Linked DNA regions of Mus musculus: regions 1, 2, 3 and 5 are each linked to region 4. Evidence: chromatin contacts called from public ChIA-PET and HiChIP or PLAC-seq data. All regions are on one chromosome and are shown on one strand. The core of a region is the stretch at or near the end of the contact, and the rest is flanking DNA. Distances in the headings are between cores, read along the strand shown.

Region 1 (2,700 bases), core at 109-2,608, 430 kb after region 4:
TGACTTTTACTACAGACGTTAAGTTTGGCGTGTCCCTCCTCTCCCCTCGCCCCCAGTCTGTTCCCACTCTCCTGGCCCTCCCCCCAGAAACACAGCTCACCTTCCCTCTACAGTTGCCTAGAAATAGAAAAAACAAAAAACAAACAAACACATCCACGCATGCGTGTCTCTGCTGCTCCTGACCGTGGTCTCCTTTTCCTGAAGACCCCTCTGGGTTTTTCGTCTTGTTTTTGAGCACTTCCTCCGAATGATTTACCCTGATTTCTGGCAATTTATACACTCCAATTCCCTTTGCTTCCCCCATTCACAATCGCGCCTCTCAGATCGCATGGCACATAAACAATCTTCCATTGCAAACTGCTGCAGTACAGTTTGTCCCCTGTAGGCATCAATAGGAAGTGTCCCGCCAGCCTAATTCTACGCAGGAAAAAAAAAGGGGGGGGGTCATAGATACATAATCTCAAGAAATTCTGCTCTGGTTGGTTTGGCAGTAGCATCTACAGTAATCTCTTCAGTTTGAAGTTAAAATTTGTAAACACCTTAGTGGATTCCACCCCCACCCACCCACAGGTTGTGTCTAAATGAACATCTATGTATCTACATTAATCAAACGCTTCATGCTTTTTTCCCCCCCAGTGAGGAAGTGGATACAAAGTTGACTTTGCTCCTAAAGGTTTCCTTCGCTCCCCTCCTCCACCCCGCCACGCCATGTTTTTGCCTGGCCTGAAATCTAGAACAGCAATGAAGAGCAGACTCCTGGTTTGACAGGATGCATTTAGATAGTTCAGGCAAGAGCAGGCACCCTGTGTTAAAGAGTCCAAAAGGTCTTAAGCAGAAAGAAAAGGCAAAGACTTGTCTCGTGTCACAGGTGCCACCTGTTGTTAGGAGTAGCAATCTATGAGCTCTGCACAGACAACTCCAGTTTCCGACTCTTATAAATTCCCAAGTTCAAATCCAACAGCCTCCAACTCTAACCCACGGGCGTGCGCCATGCTGCCAAAGGTAATTCAAATTTCTCCCCTTCAAGACCGCTTCGCCCCCAACCCCCACCCTCTTCACCTGGAACAGACAATCCGCGTATTTCAAAGAGTTCCTTAGTACTGAACTGAGTACTCGGAAACTCACCCACCAGTTTACATTTTAGGCTACTGAGCCTCACTCCTTTTACTGACAGACAAAGGAGAGGGCCACTGACGATGTTTACCCACCTAGGCTCGTGTTTGTCTAATGTTTAAACGGGCTTTTGTTATTATTAGACATTCCTGGACAATCGTTCTCAGAGCATCAAGCACACAGAGCAAGGAATCAAGCAAGCGATGCAGGTTCCGCGGTGGGGGAGGGGAGCCGAAAGGCGCCAAGCCGCGCCTCCCTGCTGCTTAGCACCATCTAGTGGCGGCTGCTAGTTCGACTTTTGGAACGAGAGCTCCCAGAGGACTTCGTAAAATCCAAAGGCTGTTTTCCTCCATCCTGGCGCTCTTCACCTTGTGTGTACTGCACACACACACGTATATTTTGAATTATACACAACAAATATCTCACCTTACTATTTAATAAATCCTTCCTTTGTCTCTGTACTGGGATATCTTACCCCTTAATCCCCGGACCTGTAGGCAATGAAGGCAGATGGTTTTAATATTATCAAAGCAAGCAGCGCTAGGAAATGCTCACAGGGGATATGCCTAATTAGATGCTTGCTGCCAGCCCTGACAACTGTAGTTCAATCTCTAGAATCCACATGATGGACGGAGAGAACTGACTTCCACAAGTTGTCCTCTGACCTCCATTCACACACACACTCTCTCTCTGTCTCTCTCTCTCTCTCTCTCTCTCTCTCTCTCTGTCTCTCTCTCTCTCTCTCACACACACACACACATTATTTTTAAAGATCATTTCATTCTAATTTTTAAAAATTTTAATTTAAAAAAATACTGAAGAAAATGAGACTCATATATCTCTGGAGTTAACTATGAATTTTTTTTTTAATTTCTAAACAAAGTCATCAGGCTCAACTGTGCCATGAGAAACTATTGGCACCCACAAAAAATAAGGAATAGTGAAGGCTCAGCTCTACTGGTACAACAACCCAAGCAGGCACCATGTGGCCTGCTCTTACAACACCGTGATGACAGTTTAACTTCATGACTAATTTATAATATACAAGTAGCTACCTTTTACCAAGTATAGATAAATGCTAACTGGACAGTCTACCTTTAAACTTACCCACAGAACGACAGCTGATAGGAGCTGAGAAGCGAGCTAGCTTCTTCATTATCCAGAACATTCTAATCCAGTTCTAGGATGGCAAGAGGCTCCTGAGAGTTAACAGTACTTCTACATGGCTGCTTTCAGCCTAGATCCTGGGTCAAATACACCATCAATACACCATGGTCATGACTGACTGTGACCCTACTTCCCAGGGTTGGCTCCCAGCCTGTGGAGTCTGGTGTGCGTCACTCATGAGCCCTCCAGTCAAAGCAAGACACAACATCAGATATGATGCTGTATGCATCAGATATGTTGCTGTATGCATCAGATATGATGCTGTGTGCATCAGATATGGTGCCGTATGCTTATATGCGTGGCACAGGAAGGAAGAACCAAGTCCAAGGCCAGCATAGCTACAAGACAAGACTGTGTCTCAAAAGCAAACAATAAACAAAGAATTGAAACAGGACATAAAATAACACAATCAGGTGAGAA
Region 2 (2,700 bases), core at 161-2,660, 490 kb after region 4:
ATAGAGGAAACCTCAGCCCTGAGAACACAGGGAGATGGAAATTTGCATACTCAGCCAACCATTCCTATAGCTGCTTAATAATTCAGGTACAACGAAGTTTCAACAGTTTGCATAAGAGGAAGCAAGCCTTTGGGAGGTGCAAGGGCTATCTGAAAATGATAAGGCAGAAGCCTCCAGGCCAACAAGGTAGCTCTTAAAGGTGTTTGTGGTTAAGCCTGAGGACCTGAGTTCAGTCCCACATGGTAAAAGGAAAAAACAGACCTTCATGTTGTCCTCTGCCTTCCACACGTGTGCCATGTCATACATGCCTCTGCCTCAAATACACACTCACACACACACACACACACACACACACACACACACACACACACACATATTTTAAGAAAATTATTTCTTCCCACCTAATTTTATGGTATTTGCAGATGAGTGTTAGAATCCCGATGTCATCTTGCATTCTTGGGGGGGGGGGGGCAGAGGAGGCGCTAAACCAAGGAACTAAATGTGCTTGACTGACTAGAATGACTAAAAATGAGCTGATCTACTCTGAGCATGCTCGCTCCTCCCCACCATACCCTTGTTCCAGATTTGTGAGGTTTCTCTGTAACAGTTGTTAAGTCGTCTCCCTGCTACAGAGAAAGTCCCCCCTCAAAGGCTAATATGTTAGACTTGTTGTGTATATCATAAACACACAGCTCACGGGATTTTCATGAGCCACCTGTGCCTATGTGATCAGCACTGAAATAGAAACCAAACTATATTTTAAGTTAAAAATAAAAACCTAGGACTTATTCTACCTAAGAAATTGCAGTGACGCCATGGCTGCGCTCAGCTGACTGGATATAGGCAGGACTTGTGTAGGACTGAGTCTTCATGACGATCACAAAGAAATTACAAAGGTCATGGCCAGAGAGGCCCAACTACTCAGAAGATGAAGCAAGAGAACTGCAAGTTCAAGGTCATCCCGAGTAACTTAGCAAGACCCTGTCTCAAAACAAAAACAAGGAAAGATGTAGGGCTGAAATTTGGTGGTAGAATACTTACCCGCTATGTAGGAAGCTCTGGTTCACCACAGTTCTGTATTCCCCAGTACATGAGAAAAAAAAAAAACCTAGCCAACTACAGGAAGAGAGTCCCTGAGAAGTGGTTCCATCTTTTATTTTTGTTAGTATCGATCAATAGTGGGTTTCAATAGGACATCTTTGTACATGTATATCTGATCATAATCACCACACACATACCCGTTATCCTCTCTGCTTCCCCTCTCCTCCCCCAGCTAGTCCCTTCTACTCTTACATTTGTTATGCTCTGATGGTCCAATCGGTTTCATTACAGTTGCTTACAGGAGCTCAGCTCAGGTATTGTTTACTGGATCACACACTGTGGGTTACACCATTGAAGGAAATGTCTATCTCCTGACAACCAGGAAACGCACGTAAGTCCTCAGGAAATGGCAGACCTTATGAGTGCCTCTCCCTTCTACAGAAAGCTGCTGACAGGCACAGTCTTGTGCAGGCAATCCCAGCTGCTCTGGGTGCCAGGGTGCAGTGGCCTTATTATGGTCACAAGTCAGCATTCCGCACCCTCTCCCACTTCCTCCAGCTCTTACATTCCTTCCACCCTTCCTTCTACAATGTCCCCCGAGCCTCTGGGGTGGAGATATGGATGTCCCACTTCTGGCTAGCATTCACCCATCTCTTACTCTCATCATGATAGCCGGGTACTACTGACCACTGCAAAAAGAAGTCTCTCTGGCTACGGCACACAGCAGCACTAGTCTGTGGGCACAAACCCAGTTATTTAGAAGGCAGTTTGATGTGATCATCATGTTCATTCAGCAAAATAGCGGCTTCTCCACTAAGGCCTATGATTCTCACAGCCGTGGGCTTTGACCACATTTACAGCACTAGAGGTGAATTCTCCGTTGTCAATCAGGCTTCAATTCCCATTCGAAGCTGGTTGGTTAGCCCTCTAACAGACTGGCCACCATTGTGCTGGTGAGCAGGTTGCCTGGATGATTGGTAGTGTTGCATCTGGGGTCAATAGCTGAGTAAGACAATTGATGACAACCATTCCCCTAAATCTATAACACCTTTCTAGCACCATGAGGACCACTCAGCAATAAGGAAGCCTTTAGCCTAGTTCCAGTTTGGTTGATTTATCTGTGTACTCCGATCAACACATGTGATGTCTTCAGCGACCCAGTCATACAGTCTGGTTCTTGATGGCAACCAAAAGCAGTTTCAATCACTCTGCACTGGGGGATGGGGAAGGTGACCCCAGGATCTCCCTAACCAACAACACATAGGGCGGCAGTCCACTTTTGGCACTGGGATTTTCACTTTATAACCCACGTCCTCTGGAAATCTCCTTATCTACTGAAGCAGGGCACCTCTGTTCAAATTCTTCTATCTTATATTGCTTTTTAAATTAGCTTATCAAGCATCAGATTTCCTTGTGGCATTTTTGTGCATTGTTGGTTTTAATTGACTCTCCTGTCCTTCTCCCAATCTTGCTGTCCCTAACCTGTACTAAAACCTTCCCACTACTCCCAGGGAAATAGGAGCTTTTGTGTTCCTATAGCTCTTCATGAGAGAGATAATCTTGACTCTTTTCTCAGGATTCCAACTCTAAGACACTAGGAAAAAAAAAACCAAAACTCTGAAGCTGATGAGAACATCAGTGGGTGGGGAGGTGAGTAAG
Region 3 (2,700 bases), core at 37-2,536, 300 kb after region 4:
GACATCCACTAACATTTCTTCTGGAGCTAGCCTACAGGTGGTAGTTGTGTTTACAAGGGAGGGGAGTCCAGGTGTCTTGGCCCTGTGTCTGCCCTACGCTGTGACAGCTGAGTGGAGGATGTGGTTTTGTCGGGCCCACTGTAGAGGCGTATTATTGTGTGCAAGGTGTAATTGGGTATTGCTTCCTGCCTTCAAAGCCCAATCTTTACAGTTTCTCACCAGGCAACAGATCGGGGAATTGAGCAAGGACAGTAAAGAATGAACACAGCAGACTGTGTGTGACAGTAGACCAGAGCATATGGCAACACATATGCTTGGAACACACCAGAAAACGCAACATGCCCTGAGTCATAATCTCCTTGCTTCTGTCCGGTTGTACCTGATGGATGTTAACCTGCTTGGCGGTTCTCTTTATCAAAGGATGCGGTTTCCATGGGACCGTGGGAAGAGCAATCTCTCTGCTCTCACACTGGCTGAAAGGGAGCAGTGTTAGGATGAGAGAGGAGTCAGTCAGTACCTAGAAGGGTCCCTGTACCCGTTGTTCCCGTCCCCTGCTCAGTCTTGCAGATTGTATATGTGTGTAGCTGGGAGGGTGGGGGTGGCTGGGGGGTGGGGTGAACTGACCTGCAGACATACCCTATCTTTTGCCTTTCTTTAGATCCTGCCGGGAAGGCTGTTTGGGGGGCCAGGGAATGGAGCCCAGCACGCAGTATGCTGTTATGCTAAGTCTTCGAGCCTTGCCTAGACTGGGGTAGAGTTGGAGTCAGGGCAATGGAAAGGTCTAGTTGCCAACTGCGCCCTCCTCCAAAGCGCTCCTGCTGACTCTCCCTGCTCAGTCACCCCTTTGTTGACTTCCTATATTTTCACTCAGATGTGGTTTAGTGTTTTCTTTCCAAGGCATATTTTGCATGGAAGAATGCTTTCAGTGAGCTGAGGCCCTAATTGCCAAATAATGGTTGCCAAAACATGTTATTTTGGCTCGAGATGGTACAGAGCAGGAGGCGGTTTCCCCTCCTGAAAAAGAAAGAAAGAAAGAAAGAAAGAAAGAAAGAAAGAAAGAAAGAAAGAAAGAAAGAAAGAAATCCTTCCTCAGCAGCCCAAAAGGCCATTTGCAAACTCGCGACATCCAGGCCTCTGCCATGCCACGGAGCTTCCTTGAGTGAGGGTGACCACCGTCTCCAGCCATTCCCAGCCTCCCCGAGTCTCTTCCGGTGTCTGAGGAGGGGCTGTCTCCCAGCCTGGCCTTTGGCTGTGGGCACTGGGCTGAAGGAAGCCGCCAGGACTTGTCTCCTCCCCAGCCCCGCCAAAGGCTGCCTGCTCCGCCACCCGGCGAGTGTTCCCACCCGGCGTGCTCTCCGAGCAAGCGAGCAAGCGAGCAAGCGAGCGAGCGAGCGGCTGCCAGCTAACTGCAAACACCAGCCGCCCAGCAAGCACGGGGATTCCAAATAGAGACAAATCTGGGGCCCCAGGGGGAAGCTGGATGGAACTGATCAGTATGAGAGATATATCACTGCTAATTAAGTCCGGATCCCCTGGCTCCACTTGAAACAAACCAGGGAGGGATCAGGTTTTGAGAGCAGGTGCTGACTGGCTGCAAAACAGGAGTCCATCACTTGAGGAAAAGGTTTCTGCGTGCAGCCATGGGGGATGAAGTGGGGAGGGGTGGTGGTGGCGCACAACGGGACAGCGACCAGGAGCCCAAGGCTGTTCTGAGAAATGTCATTACGGGACAGAGAGCCACGAGAAGGGACTTTGTCTTAGGACATAAAGGAACTTGTGGAAAAACAACCCTTTAAAACCAAAATAACAACAACAAAACAATAAAACCTACTGCTGTAAGCAAGAACTCCGTGCCTGCCTCATTTTTTGTTTTCTGTTTTTTGTTTTTTTCCCTTTTGATAGCTGACTTACTTTCTTCTCTCGGATGGACAATGGAGTTAATTTAGAGGCGAGTAAACACTTTCCTGGCGACGCCAGAAGCAATTTCATTAGGGTCTGGACAATATGGGATTTGTTGCGACTCAGATGCTGGTCCAGTGTGGGCCCCAAAGCCACCCACCCACCCGGCTGCCTTCCCAGACTGCTGGAGAAAAACCTATTCTGAGTACCAGGAAGTAAATAAGCTTAACAGCATACACTTCAGGGAAGGAAGTGTGACAGTTGTCTTCATGAAGAGGAAATATGTTTATAAGGATCTAGACAGCATACACTGTGTTTTTGTTTGTTTGTTTTGTTTTGTTTTTTTTGTTTTTTTAATCTGGAACGTTTCCTTCACACTTGAAATTATTGTTCTCTTTTACAGTCAACCTGGATTGTCAGTGTTCTCATCTGAGGACTCTGCCAATCAATCCACAATGATTCTATGAAGTAAGTGTGGCTTGAAAAGGTTACGGTGACCAGAGATTTGAATGTCTACAGAGCCCATCTCTTACTGCCACAATGTTCCTTTTCCTCTGAGCTCCAGACTGCCATAAAAATAAAGCTGCTTTTTAGATATCAAATACATTGAATGAATGAATGAATGAATCTTGTGATGTTAAAGATTAGTCTTGCTGTGACCTGAGAAATTCTTCTAATATATGCAAAGTCTAGTATTCTGCAGATCTCCTGTTTGGGGGACAATATTTGTATTGAGTTTAAAGACATCATTCTGAGGGTCTTCCTTTGATCTGTATGAGGAATGCTCTTAACGCTGGTAGC
Region 4 (2,700 bases), core at 74-2,573:
GGCTTCATCGAGGCTGGTTCGCTTCTTTTGTGAATGAGAGTATAAACTCCCCATGTAGGAGAGCTGTCAAGAGCATCGCTCTCCGTTGTTGTTACGTCACCTGTGGTACAGCCTGGTGTCATGACTGTTTATGTCTTCTCAATTCTAAGAGCTGAAAAACCCAAGCAGTTTCCTACTGGAGATGAAGAGGGGGGAAGTATGGGTTGGGACCCATGTGGGTAAGAGCCCAGGAGTCCTGTTTGGCCACCTTGAGGAACGGTCTAGAGCAGAGGTCAGGAGAAACTATGTAAGAATCACTTGTTTCAAACACCATAGAGATATGGCAGAGGGGCCAAGAGCAGAAGCCCTCAAGGCAGCACTTGCTTGTCCCTGCGTTGCCGGTCATGAGCCTCTATTGGTGGCCCTCACTCCTGCCTGTCAAGTTGACAGTCTCTCAACTGCCAAACACAGAGCAGGCTAGTTCCCCGCCTGGCCCTACCAGGACCTTGAGATCTGTTCATTTCTGTTTCTCTGCTAGCCCTTCCCCCACGTGGTTCGGTAATTCTTTAGGAGGTCCCACGTACAGACATATGCAAGGTGGCAACTTACTACTGCTAAGGGATGAAGTAAAGAGGAAAGACTGCTGGAGTGTGTCAGGTGCCAGGCAAGAGCTGGCAAGGGCCTTCCCTGTCCCTCACAACCACATTGGACAGGTGTAGTTCCCTCGGCAGTGAGATGTGACAAACCATGTAAAAAGTTGTCTCTAGGTGCTCCAGCTAGAGACTTGGCATCCAGGCGTTTTACTGAGGAATAGCCATGCTATCATCCGGCGGATGGCCATGATATCATCTGATTCCGACATTGCACTGTCTCAGGAGAGCCTGCAGCAGCGGAAGCTGCATGGTCAGAGAAGGACGAGAACTCACTCCAAACCCAAGTTCTAGAGGTCAGCCCAGGGTCAGCTTCACAAGCGGCCTTCCTAAAAGCAGAGGACCTGGGTCTGCTGTGGTCACTCCCTTCTGTACTGTTTCCAAAGTTGCTCTGCCCAGTCACCTCGGCGTGTCGGCTCTTGGCCTTGGCTCGCTAGAGAAACACTGGCCTGGGTCCTCAAGTGTTCTGCTTTGGGAAACGGTCTGGCCTTACACTGACAGCGGGGTCACTCACTGTGTGCTTCTGTCTCTTATCGGGATGACTTGGCCTTCTTGCTCCCATCACCCTGATCTGTCAGTTCTCCTGCATCAGCAGCTTTCCCATTCTTTGTTTCTCAGATCCTGGGATGCTGAAGCTGCCCACAGGCCGGGCAGGCTCGGACCTGTACCACTGCGTGGGAGAAGCCCTAGGTGTAGCTGTCATTTTAAGCCTGCATTTCAACACTTCAAACTTGATGCAGCATTGGGAACCTGGCTGTGGGATTTGAACCTGTTGGCTCTCACTGCTCGTCTGGTTCTGTCTTATTCTCTCTGTGTTTTCTGCTTTGAGGCTTGGCTGCTTGGCTTCAGGAATCTCACATGATCACAGTGTTTTTCACCTTCTTACTTCTTGGGCAGATCTGCAGCTAGCCTGCCCCTCTCACCACACCACCAGTGCCCACCTGTCCTAAAACTGTGTCTCCAGGAAGTACTCAGGCTTCCTGGGGCCTCTTCTCAGGGTGGCTGTCACATCGTATCTGCGATAGATTGGGTGTGTCCTTCTACTCCTACCTTGAATTGAGTCACATTTGTGTGTAGATGACTCAATAGTCTTTTTTTTTTTTCCCCAACAAACTCCCTGTTCTGTGGTCCTTGCTGGGGCTTTTAGCAGACTGGTGAAAGAGGACTTGACTTGACCCTGACAGTGTGTAAAACAGGCTGGTTGTTTGTGGTCTTGGGACACAGCTTCACTCAATATACCTGTGTCTCAGGGATGTCGCCTACCCAGGGGGGAATGGAGAAGGCAAGAAATGTGGAATCCCCTTTGCCTCCCCAAACTGGCTAGTTGTCATAGACTCTGCTCTCCTTCTAGTTGTGTCCTTAAATAGCTCTTGGGGACAAGATCTTCATTGGCTTGGAGTAGAATTGTAAGCTTCACCTACTCCTGCTTTAAGGGCCACAAGAAGAGACGTGTTATGGAGAATTTGCGGCGTGACTTCGGACCGCCTCAGGCAAGAAGCAAGTGTCTGACCTTGGCTGATGCTTAGGCCCATGAGCTATTTTGAGTGGAATAGTAGTGGAAGCCATGTAGAATATGAAACTGATTCTTTTTTTTTTTTTTAAATTTAGGTAGCTGCAGCAACTGGCCATACAGTAGTATTGGTGGACCAAACGGAAGACATCCTGGCAAAATCCAAGAAGGGAATTGAGGAGAGTCTAAAGAGGATGGCAAAGAAGAAGTTCACAGAAAACCCTAAGGTAAGTTCTTATCAGTGGCTAAGGCCATTCCTCTGACGGCTCCACCTTTGTGTGTGTGTCTGTGTGTCTGTGTGGCTTCACCTCATTGTATGCTTGTGTCTAATTGCCTGAGGGGGTCCCTGCAGGTGTCAGGCGGTGACTTGGATCCCTGAGCAGAGATAAGAAAATCTGGTGCAGACTGGCTTTGTCAACCCGGATCAAAGCCAGGTGGGCCGTTGTCAGCACATTTAAAACACTGGACAATCTGGTGAAAGATTTCCAGGTGACAGTCAGCCCAATGCACCATGAAGCTTAAGTTGTGACTACATACAAACTCTTTCACAAAGTACACGTG
Region 5 (2,700 bases), core at 74-2,573, 350 kb after region 4:
ACACACACATCACACGGACCCCTTTGATACATAGCCGTTGACTCCACACACTCACACAGACTTTTAAAAAGTTCACTCACGTCTAAACTGCAGCTCTAACCCAGGAGTCCCCAGTCATTCTGCAAAGACACAGACAGCCCCTCCAGGGGCTTTTTTATTTTCTTTCTTCCTGGCATCACTGTATCCTCGTTGCTAGATAAATTAATTACAGAGTTGGAGGAACAGAAATCCAACTCCCACCCACCATGGCCCTGAAGTATCAACACTGTGGATCTATTTATGAACTTTCGAATCTGGAGCACGGTGCGCAGTGTCACTGTGCAGCCTGCGCGCTCTGGCAGCAAGCCGGAACAGTCTCTTTCATGTGGTGAGAAGTTTTGCCTCTCTGCTCAGCCCTTCTCCCCGGCGTTCACCTGGAATGTGTCACTGTGCAGAGAACAGACTTGTATGATGCCTGAACTTGGCCCACACCCAGCCTTGGGGCTTCTGATGGAACTCTGAGCAGGAGGGAAGCGGGCTTTGTTTAGGAGGAATCTGCCCAAGGTTTCACCTCTCCTGGTTCCGATGCGGGGGAGGGGAGAATTTACCCGCCCGGGAACCCATTTCTTTCTTGTTCTGATTTTGCGCTGGCATGGGATGGTGACGGTTCTTCTGATGCTAGATTGATTCCATATGGGGGTCTTTCCAGTTTGAGGGGCGTCTTCCTCCATCCAGGCTGAAGCTAGAGGAAGAGCATACTCATTGGAAGGCCACCGTAAACCATGCGCACCTGTGCTCCAGTGGACTCGGTTATCTCCTCAGTACTCAAGAAGGGCCTGAGACAGATGTATTGTCATGGCGGCCATCACCAATTAGCTGCCTCAAGACCCAGGAGACAAGGGCCTTTGTGGGCAAGGCCCACTGGGGCCAGGTTGAGGCTGATAGTCTGCCTATCCACCATACTGCTTCCTGGTGCCTCTCTTCAGTGCTCTGGGTCAAGACTGTCCCAAAAGACTGTCTGGATGTCCCCAAGTGGTCTCACAGGAGAATCAAAGAGACTGCAGAGGGCAAGTTCTACTTTTTTTTTCCTGTAGCTCTGCCGGGAACATGCAGCCAAACAGAGGCCGGTGTGGAACAAAGGTTTCAAGAAAACACAGTGACTGACTTGACATACTACAGGCACAGTTTGGCCCCAGCACTTCAAAGGCCTTCAGTTTTTAGTAGGAGCCAAGTCCTGATACCAGGGGAATCTAGATAACGCATAAGCTTCAAGACTTGATAGTAGTGTGAAGTGGGTGGCAGCAGATAGCTTTGGGCTGTTAAAGGAAGGAGAGAGGCAGTGCAGTGTGGGTAAGTGGCAGTGTTTTGAGCCGAGTGTGATGAAGGCTCGTGATTAGGCGCATGAAGCATCGCAGACTGTGTCCACGAAGCGTCGCGAACTGTGGTCCACGAAGCGTCTCAGACTGCTGTCTGTCTGGGCAGTCTGGGTGAAATTCAGGTCTGGAGTAGTGTGGAACCTTTGGTTAGTGGCTTTCACTTCCCAGGGACTGGGTTCCTTCCCTCAGCTAGCCATTTTTGTTTCATTTCAACTCATGTTTCCTCTCTGCGGCCTCTGTCAGCATTAATATAACGTTTCAGCCTAATTGCGAGCTACTTGAGATGCGTCCACCCCGAGCGCGGGGAGTCGGGAGGCCCACGAAGAGGAAGCAGCCGATCAGTGCGGTGCAGCCAGATGGCTATTAGCTGTCTAGTGAGGAAGCTGGGCCAGGGACCCGGAGGAGAAAGGCCGGCATTGTGGCCTGCTCTGCGGTCTCACTTCTGAATAACTTCCCAAGAACTGAAGGGCGGGTAGGGTTCTCTTGCTTCCTGAGGGCGTGGATGCGCGATGCATCCCTTGATTTCAAGGAAAGGCTCAGGAAATACGTGGTCCGAGGAGAAAGGAGCCTCAATGGGTTTTTTGTTGTTATTTTGCAAGGGATCTTGAAGTGAATGACCACACGCTGCCCACTGGGTGAATAGCAGCATTTATTTCTCAGGGCAGGGAGACCCAAGTGGAGCTGCTGGGAGACCCTGCCCTTCCTGGGTCTCTGGCTACCTACAGCTCTGTGGCGACTTTGTCCTGATAGAGTCTCAGGTGGTGTGAGCCAAAGGGGGGTAGCAGACAGCAGGAGTGTCTCCCTCTGATCTTTCTCTAAGATTGTCTCTTTCTGGCCTTGGGCCATTTTCTTGGCTACTTCACCTCAGTTTCTCTATCTATAAAATGGGATAATGGTGTTTACTTACTTACCTCATGAGTATTATAGGAATTAATTACTGTTTGTAAGGTACTTTGAAGATGAAAAGAACGAGGTGGCATCACCATCATATTATGAAATATCTCCCACTGCTACCAGCCAGGTTCTGCCGGAGCCAAGCAAACATTTCCACCTCAACTCCAGAGAAGCTCCTCATATAGGACCCTCCCAGTGGATTCTCACAGAACACCCTCACAGGATATACACAAGAGACCCTCCCAGTGGATTCTCACAGAACACCCTCACAGGATATACACAGGAGACACTCCCAGGGGACCCTCACAAGGGATCCACAAAGCAGACCCTCACAGGAGATCTACACAGCAGACCCTGACAGGATATCCTTACACGGAACCCTCACAGGGGCTCACAGTTGATCCACAAAGGGGACCCCCACATACAAGGGACCCTCACAGGAGAGCCAAAC

What was found. ChIA-PET counts read pairs in DNA pulled down with a chosen protein or histone mark. HiChIP or PLAC-seq counts read pairs in DNA pulled down with a chosen protein or histone mark.
Region 1: a contact with region 4 is called in an RNA polymerase II ChIA-PET map of memory CD8 T cells, with 481 read pairs. The contact joins two enhancer-like sites. A contact is called at or near these places in 2 of 39 promoter capture datasets (the SN4741 cell line and hippocampal neurons), 2 of 15 datasets of contacts at CTCF or cohesin (embryonic stem cells and large pre-B cells), 56 of 484 Hi-C or Micro-C datasets (the AtT-20 cell line, B cells, the BV-2 cell line and 42 more), 18 of 115 datasets of contacts at active chromatin or transcription factors (bone marrow-derived dendritic cells, bone marrow-derived macrophages, craniofacial prominence and 13 more) and 1 of 9 other capture datasets (embryonic stem cells).
Region 2: an H3K27ac HiChIP or PLAC-seq map of regulatory T cells shows a contact between it and region 4, with 6 times the contacts expected there. The contact joins two enhancer-like sites. A contact is called at or near these places in 6 of 15 datasets of contacts at CTCF or cohesin (the NIH/3T3 cell line, embryonic stem cells, hippocampal excitatory neurons and 3 more), 66 of 484 Hi-C or Micro-C datasets (the AtT-20 cell line, B cells, the BV-2 cell line and 51 more), 12 of 115 datasets of contacts at active chromatin or transcription factors (cardiomyocytes, craniofacial prominence, differentiating embryonic stem cells and 7 more) and 1 of 9 other capture datasets (embryonic stem cells).
Region 3: an RNA polymerase II ChIA-PET map of memory CD8 T cells shows a contact between it and region 4, with 304 read pairs. The contact joins two enhancer-like sites. A contact is called at or near these places in 4 of 484 Hi-C or Micro-C datasets (cranial neural crest, embryonic stem cells, gonadal supporting cells and 1 more) and 4 of 115 datasets of contacts at active chromatin or transcription factors (astrocytes, embryonic stem cells, memory CD8 T cells and 1 more).
Region 5: an RNA polymerase II ChIA-PET map of memory CD8 T cells shows a contact between it and region 4, with 33 read pairs. The contact joins two enhancer-like sites. A contact is called at or near these places in 14 of 484 Hi-C or Micro-C datasets (the CH12 cell line, LSK cells, bone marrow-derived dendritic cells and 11 more), 6 of 115 datasets of contacts at active chromatin or transcription factors (bone marrow-derived macrophages, differentiating embryonic stem cells, double positive thymocytes and 2 more) and 1 of 9 other capture datasets (embryonic stem cells).

What each region holds. Positions count from the first base shown.
Region 1 is chr3:130,817,554-130,820,253 of GRCm38.p6, reverse strand. No RefSeq gene overlaps it. Among named protein-coding and RNA genes, the nearest start is that of Gm36443, 15 kb to the right of the region's middle. Within about 2 kb of position 1,358, at least 91 of the 459 cell types and tissues checked have an H3K27ac peak or open chromatin away from gene starts, as enhancers often do. A contact at or near this core is called in CD8 T cells, Th1 cells, memory CD8 T cells and 1 more, where this site is marked.
Region 2 is chr3:130,763,126-130,765,825 of GRCm38.p6, reverse strand. No RefSeq gene overlaps it. Among named protein-coding and RNA genes, the nearest start is that of Gm43522, 4.2 kb to the right of the region's middle. Within about 2 kb of position 1,410, at least 8 of the 459 cell types and tissues checked have an H3K27ac peak or open chromatin away from gene starts, as enhancers often do. A contact at or near this core is called in Th2 cells and regulatory T cells, where this site is marked.
Region 3 is chr3:130,944,902-130,947,601 of GRCm38.p6, reverse strand. No RefSeq gene overlaps it. Among named protein-coding and RNA genes, the nearest start is that of Gm36520, 94 kb to the right of the region's middle. Within about 2 kb of position 1,286, at least 180 of the 459 cell types and tissues checked have an H3K27ac peak or open chromatin away from gene starts, as enhancers often do. A contact at or near this core is called in memory CD8 T cells, where this site is marked.
Region 4 is chr3:131,249,469-131,252,168 of GRCm38.p6, reverse strand. It overlaps Hadh (hydroxyacyl-Coenzyme A dehydrogenase), which reads left to right. Exons shown (of 8, transcript NM_008212.4): 2 at 2,238-2,366. Among named protein-coding and RNA genes, the nearest start is that of Hadh, 21 kb to the left of the region's middle. Within about 2 kb of position 1,323, at least 33 of the 459 cell types and tissues checked have an H3K27ac peak or open chromatin away from gene starts, as enhancers often do. A contact at or near this core is called in CD8 T cells, Th1 cells, Th2 cells and 2 more, where this site is marked.
Region 5 is chr3:130,899,229-130,901,928 of GRCm38.p6, reverse strand. No RefSeq gene overlaps it. Among named protein-coding and RNA genes, the nearest start is that of Gm36520, 49 kb to the right of the region's middle. Within about 2 kb of position 1,323, at least 96 of the 459 cell types and tissues checked have an H3K27ac peak or open chromatin away from gene starts, as enhancers often do. A contact at or near this core is called in memory CD8 T cells, where this site is marked.